3 separate regions of the Mus musculus genome follow, and regions 1 and 2 are each linked to region 3. A link is a contact called in public Hi-C and HiChIP or PLAC-seq data. All regions are on one chromosome and are shown on one strand. The core of a region is the stretch at or near the end of the contact, and the rest is flanking DNA. Distances in the headings are between cores, read along the strand shown. Region 1 overlaps Trio (triple functional domain (PTPRF interacting)). Region 2 overlaps Trio (triple functional domain (PTPRF interacting)). Region 3 has its middle 44 kb from the start of Otulinl.

Region 1 (4,404 bases), core at 1,030-3,529, 130 kb after region 3:
TTCGTGGGGGTCGATTTCTATTCCTTAAAATACAAGGGCTGCAGTCAGCCCCTTTATTCAGAGAGAAAACAGAAGATGGAGGGACTTGTGAGGGGAGGAAGAGGCTCTCCCACCTTACAGGCTGTTTTCTCTCTACAAGGGGAGAGTGCAGTGCCATCCTGCACTGCTCAAGCAGGGCTGATCTGCCCCTGGGGAACGCGATAGCCGACTCCTGGTCAGGGAGGCCCCTTCTTCATCCCTGCACCGTGGCCTCACACCCTTCTGTCTTGTTACCTGCTGCTTCCTTTTGCCCAAGAGCTTCGCTTGCCCCTGGTACTCCATACACTCTGTCCTTGCTGCCTGCACTGTCCCCCTGGTCTTCTCCCTGGCCCCCTGCAGTCTCCCACCCAGAGTGCAGAGCTGACCACCGGGCCTCCCCAATGGCCAAGGAAGTGTCTGTTCTTCCTTGTGTCTCACCCCTCTCCTTGCTTGGTAGAGGCGCAGGAGTGGAGGACACAGGAAGGCATCCAGGGACAGGGCTCCAGGGCAGGGGCTGGCCACTTACATCGATGGCATCCCGCTCGAAGATGCGCAGCTGCAGGAAGAGCTCCAGCTTGATCTTGCGCTCCTGGAAGAGCTCCTCCATCTGGGACTGAGCCTCGTCCAGCTGCTGTAGCACCGTCTCGATGTGGTTGATGGAACTGTTGTGCGGAGTTTTGTTACTGGAGATGGCGGAGTCCCTGTGCGGGTGAAGAAGGAGACGGGACTTCAATGAGACAAACAGGAATTGAATAAGAAAGTCTCACATTGTTAGACACCAGATCCGGCAACGCAAATCTTCAGGGGAAGAAGGCTGGCAGGAAGCTGGACTTTGTCTCAGAAAAGGGAAGACGCTGTCCTCTAGCAAAACACCGCCAGCCCCTTCCTCTGGGCGGCTTGTCCCACCATGCCTGAGGCTGCAGAGCCACGGCTGTGTTCCTCCCAGCTGAGCTCTGCATGGCTCTCTCACAGAAATCAACTATCACAGAAAACCACCTTAATAGAGAGAACAGCTGGTGCCCAGTCACTGCAGTGGTCCTCCTCCTCCTCCTCCCTCCTCCTCTTCCTCCTCCTCCTCCTCCTCCTCCTCCTCCTCCTCCTCCTCCTCCTCCTCCCCGGGAGGTTAACTTCTAATCAATCAATGAAACCCTGACTAAGTAACATCTCCCTCTCTTAGGGAAGGGGAAAAATCATGTAACACTACTGAGTCAGTGACTCTTCTTCAGCTGATGTGTGAGTTCGGAGCAGGGGGCTACCCTTAAGTGTGTGTCTGCCCCCCCAGTGCCCCCACCCTGTGACTCAATAAAAGGAATTTTCAAATCTGCCTCCAAAGGAAACAAAGGCAAGCTGGCCCTGCCTCCTGCCCAGAGGAACGGAAGGATGTCACCTCCAGGCAGGTTGAGGGGACCAGAGGACGTGATCTTAGAAGAGATTCAACCTCATCCTTTTTAAGGAAGTCTTAGTAAGGTGATGCTGAAGTAATGCTAACAGAGTCAAATTCCCACAGTTGTTAGTGTTAAGACAGACAATTACGCAGCTGAAAAACTAACGGGGTTTGGGGGTGGGGATGAGGAGAAAACTCTCCCTGGCCTTCTGGAGAGGACACTGGAACTATTTGTTCAAGGACTGATAAAGGCAGGAACCTGCTGTGCAGCTCTGGATCTGCGAGGGACCAGGTGGGGGTGGGGGTGGAGGGGGGTTGAGGCCCACCTCAGCTGCTGGATGAGGTCTTCTCCTTCCTTGATCACGTTGACAGTCACCTGCAGGGTGGTCTGCTGCTGCTGGCCGAATCGCTTGATGAGGTCCTGCACGGCCTCCACCGACTCGGCGTACACGTCGTCCAGCAGTTCCTTCTGTAACTCCTCCAGCCATGTCCAGAGCTGCAGACAGACAGACGGCAGAGGGCACTGTGAGTGAGGGCTGCAGACACCAGGCCACTCACATGGGGAAGAGGATGGTGGCGGGCTGCTCCCCGAGAGAGGGAAGGAAGAAAGAAAGGAAGGAAGGAAGAAGGGGGAGGGAAAAGGAGAGAGAGCGTCCTGAAGAGTCCAGCAACTAGTGGGACACATGCAGAGAGAGCGCAACATGCCACTGCAGTGTGGGGCAAAAATAAACCGGCAGCGTGGCGGAAGAGGCTGTCACCGGGGAGAAAAAGGAAAGGGAAGAGAAGGCACGCTGCCCTTCTGCAGAGGCCCAGTCTGAGCACCGTGGAAACACCGAGTCACTCGGACAACAGGAACATCCGTCATCGAGCACAGAGGCGCTTGCTCAGAGACCTGACTCCTGCTTTGGTCTCAGCAGAGGTACGACACTTCACTATTAAGCCACCAGTCAGACACTGGTGCTTCAGGTCCCTCGAAGCAGAGCAGAGAACACCAGGTTAAACTATTCCCCACCACAGCTGCGTGATGGAGAGGACCGTACCCAGGACCAGCTGCCTGTCACGCAGCGTGTTCATCCTACTATGGGAAGACAGTGTGATCACAGTGGGTCTTGGCTCCTCCCATCTAGGATTTGGAACCTGAATTCTATGTCTATATTTTCCAAAACAGAAGAGCTTAAAACATCAACTCTGTGCCTGCTCATTGGATGGCAAGTACCACATATATAAAATATGTTCTTCCTGTTACAATAGATGTTTTGAATCTGGTAGGCCATTTTAAATAAGAAAAGTGCTGATAAAGTTTTTATTTCTCAGCCAAGTTACCCATGGTGCTACAGGTTAATTTTACTAAAGATATTAAATATCTGTTAACTGTTCTTGCACTGTCTGTCTTTGTGTACACTGTCAAGTTTCATAACACGAGAACTTTACTTATACAGTCTTAAATAAAGGCTGCTTGACTCATCCTGTAGATCAAGGGGAAAGGACCCCGGGTGAAGGAAGCTGGTAACCCTTCCTGAGGCCTACACCATCCTCGGAGGTTTACTGCCAGTAAGGATCTCACCTGTGCTTTCCTTTGTTTCTGCATTCACTCCCTGCGTGCCAGCACAGTGGCTGCACTTACAAATGATAAAAAGGACAAGAGCTTCACGATCCTGAAGATCTGCCAGCTGGCTCTGAGACTCTCTGTGGAAACCACACTTAGCTGCCATAGGTTGTACTGCGCTGTAATTCTAGATATCACTGTACAGCGCTCTATGGGGGTTGCAACCGCACCAGAGTGGAGCTGGACAGCAGTACCACGGTGGTACCACCTGAATCACACATTAGCACTCCAGTGCACAGTAGTACCACAGTGGTACTGTTTAGCCTTAAGGTTTGGAGTAAGGCTGGAGAAACTCTTTAGCAAAGCATAACTGTGGGCCACACACATCAGCTAAATTCTCTATGATGCAGCTTGGTAGGACAGGATCTAAGAAATCTCCATGCTCATGGAGGAATTACCAAGACAACAAGTGAAGGAAGATGCAGTGGAACATCTGTGCAGACAGGTGTGCTCCACAAGCTAAGCACTCTGTAATTAACACAGGATGGATTCAACTTAACGCAATAGACGACAGGAGTCTTCTCAAAGAAACAGAAAGCAAATGCTGCTCCAAGCAATAACCAACCCCTTAGCAAAGTGGACTGCACTGTTCCCCTGATGAGTCCAAGCGTTTAGCCTGCTGTGATGACCAAGTCAGTGGACTTTCCTAAGCTAACAGCTGCCTTCCACCAGACCAGTGGCACTGCGAGGGTGGTTGGCTAACCAAACACAGAACTCACCCACTGGGTTCCAATGACAGATACACTTGATCATGGCACTACCAGAGCCCTCTGCCCTCCCAAGATAGGTATTTATTAACAATGTGTTTCTTTGCATCTGTACTGATTCTGTTCAAAAGCAATGGAAAGAAGAATCCTTGACTTCCTGTCTCCTAAAATCTCAGCAGTCTCCTGCTTGAGCTCATGAGCTTTGCTCAAGCTGTCCCAGGAAGGCTGTGCACAAGTGAATGGAACAGCCCAGCACGCTGCCACGCCTGCTCCTTTACCTTGCTCAGGGTTCCTCCTGCACACAGGTGTTGATCCCGGCCGGGGCACCTGGTCTGGTCTGGGGAGGGGCTGACAGCTCTCCTCTGACCTTCACTGTAGTGGACTCTAGAAGCTGACTGTGGACTGAGGAGGGAGTGGGGTGCTAATGAGGGGGGGAGCCTCTGCCACATTCCTCTAGTCTGGACAAGTGCTACTGAAAGTAAGTTACAAAGCACTTAGACAATCTTTATGCATTGATAAAGAGCTAATCAAAGACAGCCTCTGGGCTGGCCCTGAGGTGCAGCACACAGGTATGCGTACAGGCAACAGCACGGGGACAGAGGAATAAATGTTCCTGCCACATGTGACTGTGGTCGTCTGTGTCTATGACAGCCTGCCTGAGGTCAAAACAGATGAGACCTTGCTGGGCA
Region 2 (4,438 bases), core at 313-2,812, 200 kb after region 3:
CTGACCCCACCACTCGCCTTGAAATCGGCTTCTAGCTCACACCTCCTTCTACTGCTCTCCATAAGTTTTCCACGATGCCCCTCTGTGGCTTCTTGATGCCTTCCCGTAAGACACACACTCCCTGACATGACATAATCCTTCAGATGTGACATCTGCCTCCTGTGCAGCCTCGCTCGCTTGCCAATACTTATTCTCTCCCCAGGCGAAAATGAAAGAATCCCAACCAGACAGACGCTCAACTTCTGACCCTTTGAACTCCTACACGCATCACCAAAAACCCACTCCCATCATTCCTGTTCCCAGAAATACGTGTGCACACTGCACACACTGGGAACCCTAATACTGGATACATAACCCACTCAGCGCCTGTAGCACTCAAGCCTTTGCCACATCCTGGAAATGACCTAAATACTGGTCACAGTCACTGGGCACTGTGTCCCACCGTATGGGGAGCACGGCAGAAAACCCCAAGCAGCCATTTAACCCTAGGAAAACAACACCCTTTGCAGCTGGCAAACCTCACCACCAGTCTACAACTGGGCTCCTGAGTACAGTTCACAAAAACACAGAACTAACCATATTCTAAAGTTGCCAACCTGCTCACAATGGCCAGGCACTAAAAGTGACTGGTTCTCTTGCTGTCTCGTGTACTTAACGACGAGTCCTTCATTTGTAGTTTAAGATAGGAAAAGGTTTTACTTTGGGGTTGTTGCAATGTAATTAAAACATTATTTTCTGCCCTAATCACTGTTGGTCTCACCTCTGATGAAGGAAGGAAGGGTGGAGCATACGAAGGGAGAATGCTTAGGAGGAGGCTCATTTCTGCACTTTCACTGCAGAGAGGGGGGGGGGGGGAGCAGGAGCAGGAAGTGTGCAGGCATCAGAGGCCTGCTTCTCTGCAGTTAGCAGGGTTCACCCAAAAACAGTTGCAAGGAAATGCTTTAGTCATGAGACTTTGTGACCAGCCTGGGCTTGAGGGAACGAAGCTACGTCAACTCCACACAACTCCAGACAGAACTTCTTTGTTTTACATGTCAGCACATATGTGTCCCAAGTCCCCGAGTCCCAGAGGGCTCAAGTGGAACAGCTGACAGAACGAATCTCGGGGTTTCTGCCATATGTTTTCTGCAACAGGAACGGAACACAACTTAAACTTCTGTGAGTGCGAGGTGTGGCCAACAGGCTTGCTTCGGTCGTGTCCGCCTGCCTGTTGGTGACCATTACTAGGAAAGACAGGAAACAAATAAGGAGAACCAAGGCTTCTGAGACTTCAGATGCCACGGGACAAAGGACTTGATCCCAGCAATGAGCACCGGTTTGGATTTAAGCTCCAAATCTTATTACCTTACACATTAGTAAATCTTACGGATTATTATAGTTGATCGCCACACCAGTGTCCCTGACCCCTACGTTGGCTCCTGCCCACTTCTTTTGCTTGCTTGTAGTTCGAGACAGGGTCTCTCTTTGTAGGTCTGGCTATCCTCGAACCACCAACAAGACTTCTAGCTTCTCTAACATGTAAACTGTCAATTCAGCCCCTGTGACCTGGGTTGTGGCTGGGGACTTCCTTCCTGCAGGGGACTTCCCCGGGCTTCAGGGGCCCTGCCTATCTTGTCAGCCTCTGCTTTTACTACTCAAGGCTGAGAGTCTTAATAAGTAATCAATTAATTTGAGTGGCCACGAGTTACATCTAAACAATACTTAAATCATTATCTTGTTTATACATAAACCAAAGTTGCTAAATATTCAGCAAAATTAGGATATTGTAGGTCTGTCTGTTACAAATACACTCCAGTAAGTCACGGACCCTTAAATGTGTCAATGAGGTAAAGGCTTCATGGATTTAATTCCAACATGAAACTCACTAGAAGGGCGTATCTTTAATGAGATCCAAGAATGTGGCAGAACTTTGTAGTAGCCAGTTCCCCGATGGAGCCTCGAGCTGTTTGGTTCACTTGGCGCTCGTGTTCAGACAGAACTTTTACACACACTGATCTGCTAAGCCCTGGGGATTCCCCAACCTGCACAGTCCCTGTTTGAAGACGCTTATCGTCGAATAGAGAACAAAACATGCACGAGAGCAGAGAACAGCCTCGACTCCACTCCCAGGCGGGTCCGTCTGACAGGTGCGCATCTGGGCACGCGCTGCTGTTACTGATCTGAGGTGGGGAGGCTGTGATTAGCTGGACAATCTTAACTACCACCCGTTCCCACCCAAGCACTGCATCGTCGCTGGCATGGAAATAAACCCCAGACGACCAAGGCAAGACCCGGAACATGGAGGCCCAAGACACAGCTGACATTGTCCTTCCGTGCTTCAGCCACCCTACTTGCCTTGACAGTTCTGTCCCTGTTTTCTTAGTGTGCGCTGCAGTTCATCTGTGCTGAGGGACCAGTCACAATCAAGGTGGGCCATCCAGGTAATTTCTGGTGGGGGGGGGGGGGGTGGTGGGGCGTGGCAGGGGATGTGGAATCGTGTAAGAAACCTAGGGAGGACAACTCATGCTTCATAACTTGTTTGATTTTAGGTTGAATTCTAAACAGTCAAGTCTGACATTTTCTTCCAGGTCCTTCTATGTGGTGGAAGATGTGACTGCTGAAGAAACACTAGCCCTGACGCGATCCTACAGGCTAATGGCTTCCTGTCCAAGAAACAGGACCAGCATAACTTTGCTCATGGGTAATGAACCTGTCCAGCTGCCTCAAGATTATAGCTTTATCCCAATGTGGGCGGCATACGGCCTTGAAAGCTAAAGCCATTAATTTACTCAACACTTAACCAGGCCTGGTGCCCTGCCCTACGCCCATTTCAGAGCAGGGAAAATCACATCAGACAGGCCTGGGTGACTTCCTTTCCTGCTGGATCCTGGTAAGAGGGTAAGACACTACAGAGTATGGCGGCTGAGGAAAACCTGCTCAAGTTAACAAGAGAGAGAACACCATTTCCCTTCTCTATCCACCACCTCAACCCACCATCCCCTCATCTCCTGCAACTGCGACTGCACCTCAAATCCTCTTTCCACGCTTAGAAAAGGAAGGGCTTTTTAAAGACAGAATAAAATATGGCCGTTAAGTAAAAAAGATCTAGTAACATTCAAGGGAAATAACTGCCTTCATTGACTGCTCTCCACAGTATACATTGAGGCAGGGTCTCACACTTGAACACAACATTCTCCTGGTTACCCTAACCTAGTGACCTGCCCCAGGGAATCCCTTCATGGCCATCAGTATTCATGTGGATACCAGGTATCTTATTACGGCTAGTCCTTACACTGAGGGGCAAGACTTCATCCACTGAGCTATCTTCCTTTGCATAAGAGTGGACCACATGTGGAAGAACTGGCCTCCCTCTTGGTATCATGAAGCATCTTCACTGGTCCAAAGGAAGATGCATGCTGGGTGCAAAGGCCAGCAGAGATGGGAGGAGAGGAGGGGTGCGACTCTAAGCATCCTTTGCCTGAGGACTCAGGTAAGCCTTGGGATATGACCATCCTGCCCACAGTGCATCACCTTCCTAGACTCTCTGGGGATGCTGGAACTTAGTAAGTCAAAGCCAGGACAGGCTCCACACAAGCTTGCCCATGGTGCTCTGCGGCCCCCTCAGAGCAGGGCTAGACTCTGGGCAGTTGTGGTAACTGTCCTGACTTGAGAGAGTATGGCTAAGTTACCAAGGAAGAGCTCTAATGGTGGGATGTTCTCTTACTACTCCAGCTGGGCACTAAGAAAGGACAGAGGCTTCTGGTGGTTGTGGCCACTGACCCTCATGCTGAGGCCACACAGACGTCTCTTCCCGCTTGTCATAGGTCCCTTTCAAGACACTGGAGGTGGGGGTCGGGGCAGAGAGAGAGAATTCAGCTGTTTGCAGCTCAGCAGAGCGGCATGCTATGGGGTGGTAATTCTGTTTTCCTCGTTTCTTCTCCTAAACACTGTCACTTACAGCGGAACATGTCACCATCAGAATCTTTTCTACCAAAAGCATAAGGAATCCTTTTGCAAACTAAACTTAGTATGAATGAAAGAAGTGGGAACACTGAAGGGGCATTTAAGTGGGTGTGGCATGGACACCCACTCACTTGGTAGCTCTCCCCTTCTACAGCTTTGTATCAGGCCCTACACCAAGCAAGACCTCCTCAGCAGCTCCCTGCTCCAGGTGCTGCATCTAGAGGTTATAAGTTACTGCCTGAAGAACAGATGGGGAGAGGGGGTCAAGTAGGGTTCCGACAACGTGGTGGGCAGAGGTGAGTAGCACTGAAGTTTTATGTGTACCTCAAAGCAACACCACAGTTCAAAGTTAGTATCTCCTTCGAGGCAGGGCTCAGGGACGAAGCTGTCTGGGTCAGCTGCCTGCCACCCTGGGGAACACTGGCAGAGGCTAAGTTTCCCACACTTTCCATGTGAAATGGGGAGCCTGAGATGGCTTCACCTCCCACCAGGCTGG
Region 3 (4,440 bases), core at 1,226-3,725:
AAAGTTAACAATTGAACTGTAACTTATGCTTGCTGGGAGAGAGAAATCAGTTTTCCTCAATAGAGTGACAGAGAGTATATCAAGTATACCAGGAGAGGAAGGCCTCATGTTCAGGAGTAGTTGAGTAATAGACTCCACAAGTTTTTCTTTTAGGTGTGTGTGTATGTGTGAGTGTGTGTGTGTGTGCATGCAAGTGTGTGTGAGCGAGTATGTGTGCGTGTGCTTTTATTTGGTCACAATTTGATGAGATGAGTTTTGTTTTTGTCTTTGTTTTTGTTTGGGGTGTGTTTTTTTATTCCTTAGCTTGGGGCGGGCGGGGGGGGGTCGTACTGAACTTTTAAGGAAAACTTAAAGATGGGTTGGTAGGGAGGGGAGAGGATCGGGGGAAGGAAAAGAATGTGATTATAATATGTTTAAACTTAAAAATTGTTTTAAATAATAAAAAGAAAATGCTAACATAAAAGAGATAATTAAAACTTGCACGGCGGTGCCCATCCATACCTGCCTTTTTGTGTGGGGGAATCCAAACTTTGGTCCTCACACTTCCACACAGGGACTTTATCCGCTGAGCCATCTCCTTCCTCTCAAGAGGGCTGTTTTGAAGATAGACCTAGAACGTGGAGAGCTGGGGACACAGAGGACAGACAGTGTTGCTGAGGTTTCTGGCTGAAGATGACAGTGAGGGGTTGACATGTGGGTGGAGGAGAGCTGTGAAGTGCACATAGAGTTAATTAGTTATCCAGAAGTCAGGGAACCATGCTGGGGACAGAGCTAGGAGCTGTCAGCGTGGAGCTGGTGTGACAGGCTGGGCGTGGCCTCTTAGGAGTGATTAGCGTCCTAATCTTTAGAACCAATGAACTCTACCGGTTCTGCCTAGGAGGAAGTGATTAAGGATCTTGAGATGGAGGGAATTTCTGGATTATCCAGATGATCCTAAAGGGGATGACCCAAAAAGGGAGGCAGGGGCAGATTCGACTAGATGCAGGCAATGAGAAAATGGGACAAAGAAAGACGTGGAAGTGCTGGCCCTGAGGTTGGAAGGGATCACACATCAAGTCTGCATCAAGAATGCAGAAGGAGCAGAATTCTCCCATTGGACCTCAGAAGACTGACGGGGGAGGGGTGTTCTCAGGCACCTCTCCTCCTGCCTCCAATCCTGACCCTGGATACTGGCCCCTGTGAAAGCACGGATTTTGTGATAGCTTGTATCACTGTCGCACAGAATGGGATACAGTAACTGAGGTGGCTCAAGGGAAACTTGTGGGAAGAGGAGGTGCCTCAGAGAAACCAGGTCAGGCCACAGTTCAGGCAAGTGAGGGTGGGGTCTGCTCACCGCTCCTTTATGCCTCCTGTTTGTCTGCTCAGCCATAAAAACTGAAACAGGAAATCGAGGTCCTCTGACTTCCTGTCTTCTTTGGTGAGCTCTGGCGAAAATCCATTGTGTAGGAGGGTCTTGTACTACAAGATGGTTTCCGTGTTTGAAAAAAACAAAAACCAAAAAACCCCTAGATGCTTTGTATCTTTTCTCTCTTGGTGTAAACAATGAAAAGTCAGGATGGAAATGGGCCCCGTGCATCCTAAGCAGTTCCCCAGCTATCAGCCCAGTGTGTCTCCCGCCCTGCTTCCTACCAGGCATTCTGACACAGTCGTTGCTATTTGAGCTCCTTAACAGGAATAAGTGGAGTCATAAAGAACCGGTGGGTAGACCCCACCGGAGGAAGAGGCTCTCAGCTTTCAATAGCAGTGCAAAGTGTGTTTCCTCTAATGCTGGTGCTGACATCAGCTTGCTATACTCTGTTCTTTTCCTTGAACATTCACAAGAGCCTTTGAATGCCAAACCTGTATCTTGCACTAGGAGGTAGATGAGAGGAGCTTGACAGACCTGAACAGAAGCCCTGAGCTGAGCTGCCAGCAGAGGAGCGACAGACAGAGCAAAAGATAACACTGTAACGCTCCTGAATGGTGAAGAAGAAATGGTATCAGGAGAGATAGCTGAGGAAGCAAATCCTGTCAGATCCAGTCTCCCAAGAGTCCCGCCCTCTATAGCAAACCACAGACCCAATGGTGTGATGCCTGCTTCCTCTCTGGAGGTTCTGCTTCTCTTCAAGGCCCAGCTCAACTGTTGTCTCAGACCTCTGTGAGACAGTCCTTTGTACTGTCTGTTTTAGCAATCATTTAAGTCCGTTGTCTTCTTCTCCCTCCTTCCAGATCCTTTTCAAGATCAGAGGCAACGAGTCCCCATGCATGTGTCCTCACTGTGTACTGTGTGCAGTAATCATGGTGCTCACTGGCCTGTCTAGTCTCTCATTTCCTGTCTGTCATCATTATGCTCTGGGTATTATGAGCAAGTGTTAATGGCTAAGTAGGATTTCTATATGAAATAAGTCTCCAGAAGTTACCAGATAGCAGATGATTGCAGAGCTTAACTTCTGACACTCACCACTGTAGTGCCTACTGTGAAAAGAAAACCAAGCAGGTCACGTGTCTTAGGAAGTAGATGTCATATAACCCTAAAGCTATGAAGCTTCAAGAGCGAGTCTGATCCTAGACTTCAGCGTCTGGGAGGACAGAGTTCACATTCTCTTTCCTTCTCCTGTTGACTCCAACAAACAGCCCTGGGCTTTGTCTGTGAAGAGTGCAGGAAATCTCTGCAAAGTGAGGAGAAGATGCAGAGTACCCAGAGACCTCAGGTCTTCGAGATTTCTTTTTGTGGCATCTGCCCATACTTGGAGCTGAAGTAGCCAGCAGCCTGGAAGTGACAACTGGTGGAGACCAAAGGACCCCACAAAGCCTGCGCCTGCACTAAGGATGAGGCCCAACTGCTAAGGAGTTTTCAGGCAACGGCTGAGTGGCTACCCTTCTCTGGCAACACATCAAAGCAGAAAGTGCAGTTTCAACACAACAAGTAGACAAATGCAGAGCCACAACTTTACCCCTGCCCTGCCTGAATGAGGCACGAAATCCCTGATTGTGCTTGACGATGCCAAGTGGGGAGCCAGTACAAGCAGCCTATATTCTTTGCTTGACTCAAGAGGGACATTAGGAATGGGCAAAGCATCGCTCGTGCCGACATCACCAGCTCATTTTGGTGTGTCGCTAGCTCTTTGTGTTTCTAGGTTTAGGCAATGAGGTTAACCAGACTCTCTTGCTCAATTCAAAACAGAAATCACGATGAGAGAAGCAATAGCATCCAAATGAGGCTTTACTGGGTGTTGTACTCACGAAGGGGACTCCAAGGAAGAGTTACTTGGGCCCCCATAGGATGTGAAGGGCAGATCCTACACAGACAGGAAGTAGACGCTGGTACAGAGGTGGAGCTAGCTGTTGCAGAAGGCCCCGGGATTTCTGCACAGCTCTCTTCAATTTTTTGTTTTTAGCACTGAGTTTTGCAGTTGGCAGAGAGATGTAGTGTACTTGTGCCTTGGGTTCCTCTGTGCTTGGCTGGTAAGAGACAGCTCAGGTGCCAACCGAGGAAGTCCTTCATGGCTAAAGTGCAGACATACTGTACTTGCGACTGACTGCAAGGAAGCTGGGGAAGGGCTCAGAGACTCCTGAGCCTGGTAATTGGTAGAAACACTTCCTTGAAACCCGTTTGCTTTTGGTTGGGAACCCCGGTGGGAGAAGAATTGGACTTTCTTGCTGTGGCTCAGTACCACTCTGCCAGGCAGAGTGTCTGCTCTTACTGGTACCAGAGAAGACTGTGGGGGGAGCTTATAGTTTTGATTCCACCCACCCACAACAGCACATCCATCCTCTCTAATGACAGAGTAGCACCAGAGGAGGCTTGGTGCAGTTACCCTTTGCATCATCACTTGGCGGTCCTATAACAATCTTCACCCTCTATGGTACTAGGAGCCTAGTAAGAGTCTGCCCTTTCCTGCTGAAGTGGTGTCTGAGAAAGCCGATTAAATCAGGTTTCTATAAGAATACTACAATCTAATGCCCCAAACCTCCCCATTTAAAAGTAAAATAATTCAACCAGAAGAATCCCAACTGAAATAAAAAGATGAACAGTCAATACCAACACTGAGTTAGGCATGTGAGATTTTTCTGACAAAAATCTTTAGGCAGCCACACTAAAAAAAAAAAAAAAAAAAAAAAATCCTGCAATGAAAAATTATGAGTGTGGCTGAGAGAAATGAATAGAAAACTTAAGCAAGAAAATAGCTATAAAGGAAACTCAAATAAAATTTTAGAACTTAAAATATAACAAACTCAATAGATGTACTTAACAGAAAATTGTAGGAGGCAGAAGAGATAAAAATGAGTGACAGCTGATTTGTCACTGGAAGCCATGAAGGCCTGTAGGAAGTGGCATGGTATTTTCCAAGTGCTAAAGAAAGACTGTCAAAATTGAGCAAGAATGTTGTTAAAAATCAAGGGATAATAAAGATATTTTTCCAGGAAGGAAAACTTTAAGGATTATTGTCATCAGAATGC

The links. Hi-C and Micro-C count contacts between places; a contact is called where the count stands out from the background. HiChIP or PLAC-seq counts read pairs in DNA pulled down with a chosen protein or histone mark.
Region 1: a contact with region 3 is called in an H3K27ac HiChIP or PLAC-seq map of microglia, with 2.9 times the contacts expected there. The contact joins two enhancer-like sites. A contact is called at or near these places in 3 of 115 datasets of contacts at active chromatin or transcription factors (bone marrow-derived macrophages, microglia and pancreatic cancer cells) and 3 of 9 other capture datasets (adipose tissue, liver and pancreatic islet).
Region 2: a contact with region 3 is called in a Hi-C map of CD8 T cells, with 3 times the contacts expected there. The contact joins two enhancer-like sites. A contact is called at or near these places in 1 of 484 Hi-C or Micro-C datasets (CD8 T cells) and 2 of 9 other capture datasets (adipose tissue and liver).

What each region holds. Positions count from the first base shown.
Region 1 is chr15:27,854,337-27,858,740 of GRCm38.p6, forward strand. Trio (triple functional domain (PTPRF interacting)) reads right to left here. Exons shown (of 57, transcript NM_001081302.1): 12 at 1,729-1,898; 13 at 545-719. Among named protein-coding and RNA genes, the nearest start is that of Gm29975, 140 kb to the right of the region's middle. Within about 2 kb of position 2,280, at least 65 of the 459 cell types and tissues checked have an H3K27ac peak or open chromatin away from gene starts, as enhancers often do. A contact at or near this core is called in bone marrow-derived macrophages and microglia, where this site is marked.
Region 2 is chr15:27,925,094-27,929,531 of GRCm38.p6, forward strand. All of the region lies in intron 1 of Trio (triple functional domain (PTPRF interacting)), which reads right to left. Among named protein-coding and RNA genes, the nearest start is that of Gm29975, 68 kb to the right of the region's middle. Within about 2 kb of position 1,563, at least 145 of the 459 cell types and tissues checked have an H3K27ac peak or open chromatin away from gene starts, as enhancers often do. A contact at or near this core is called in CD8 T cells and adipose tissue, where this site is marked.
Region 3 is chr15:27,723,141-27,727,580 of GRCm38.p6, forward strand. No RefSeq gene overlaps it. Among named protein-coding and RNA genes, the nearest start is that of Otulinl, 44 kb to the left of the region's middle. Within about 2 kb of position 2,476, at least 119 of the 459 cell types and tissues checked have an H3K27ac peak or open chromatin away from gene starts, as enhancers often do. A contact at or near this core is called in CD8 T cells, adipose tissue, bone marrow-derived macrophages and 1 more, where this site is marked.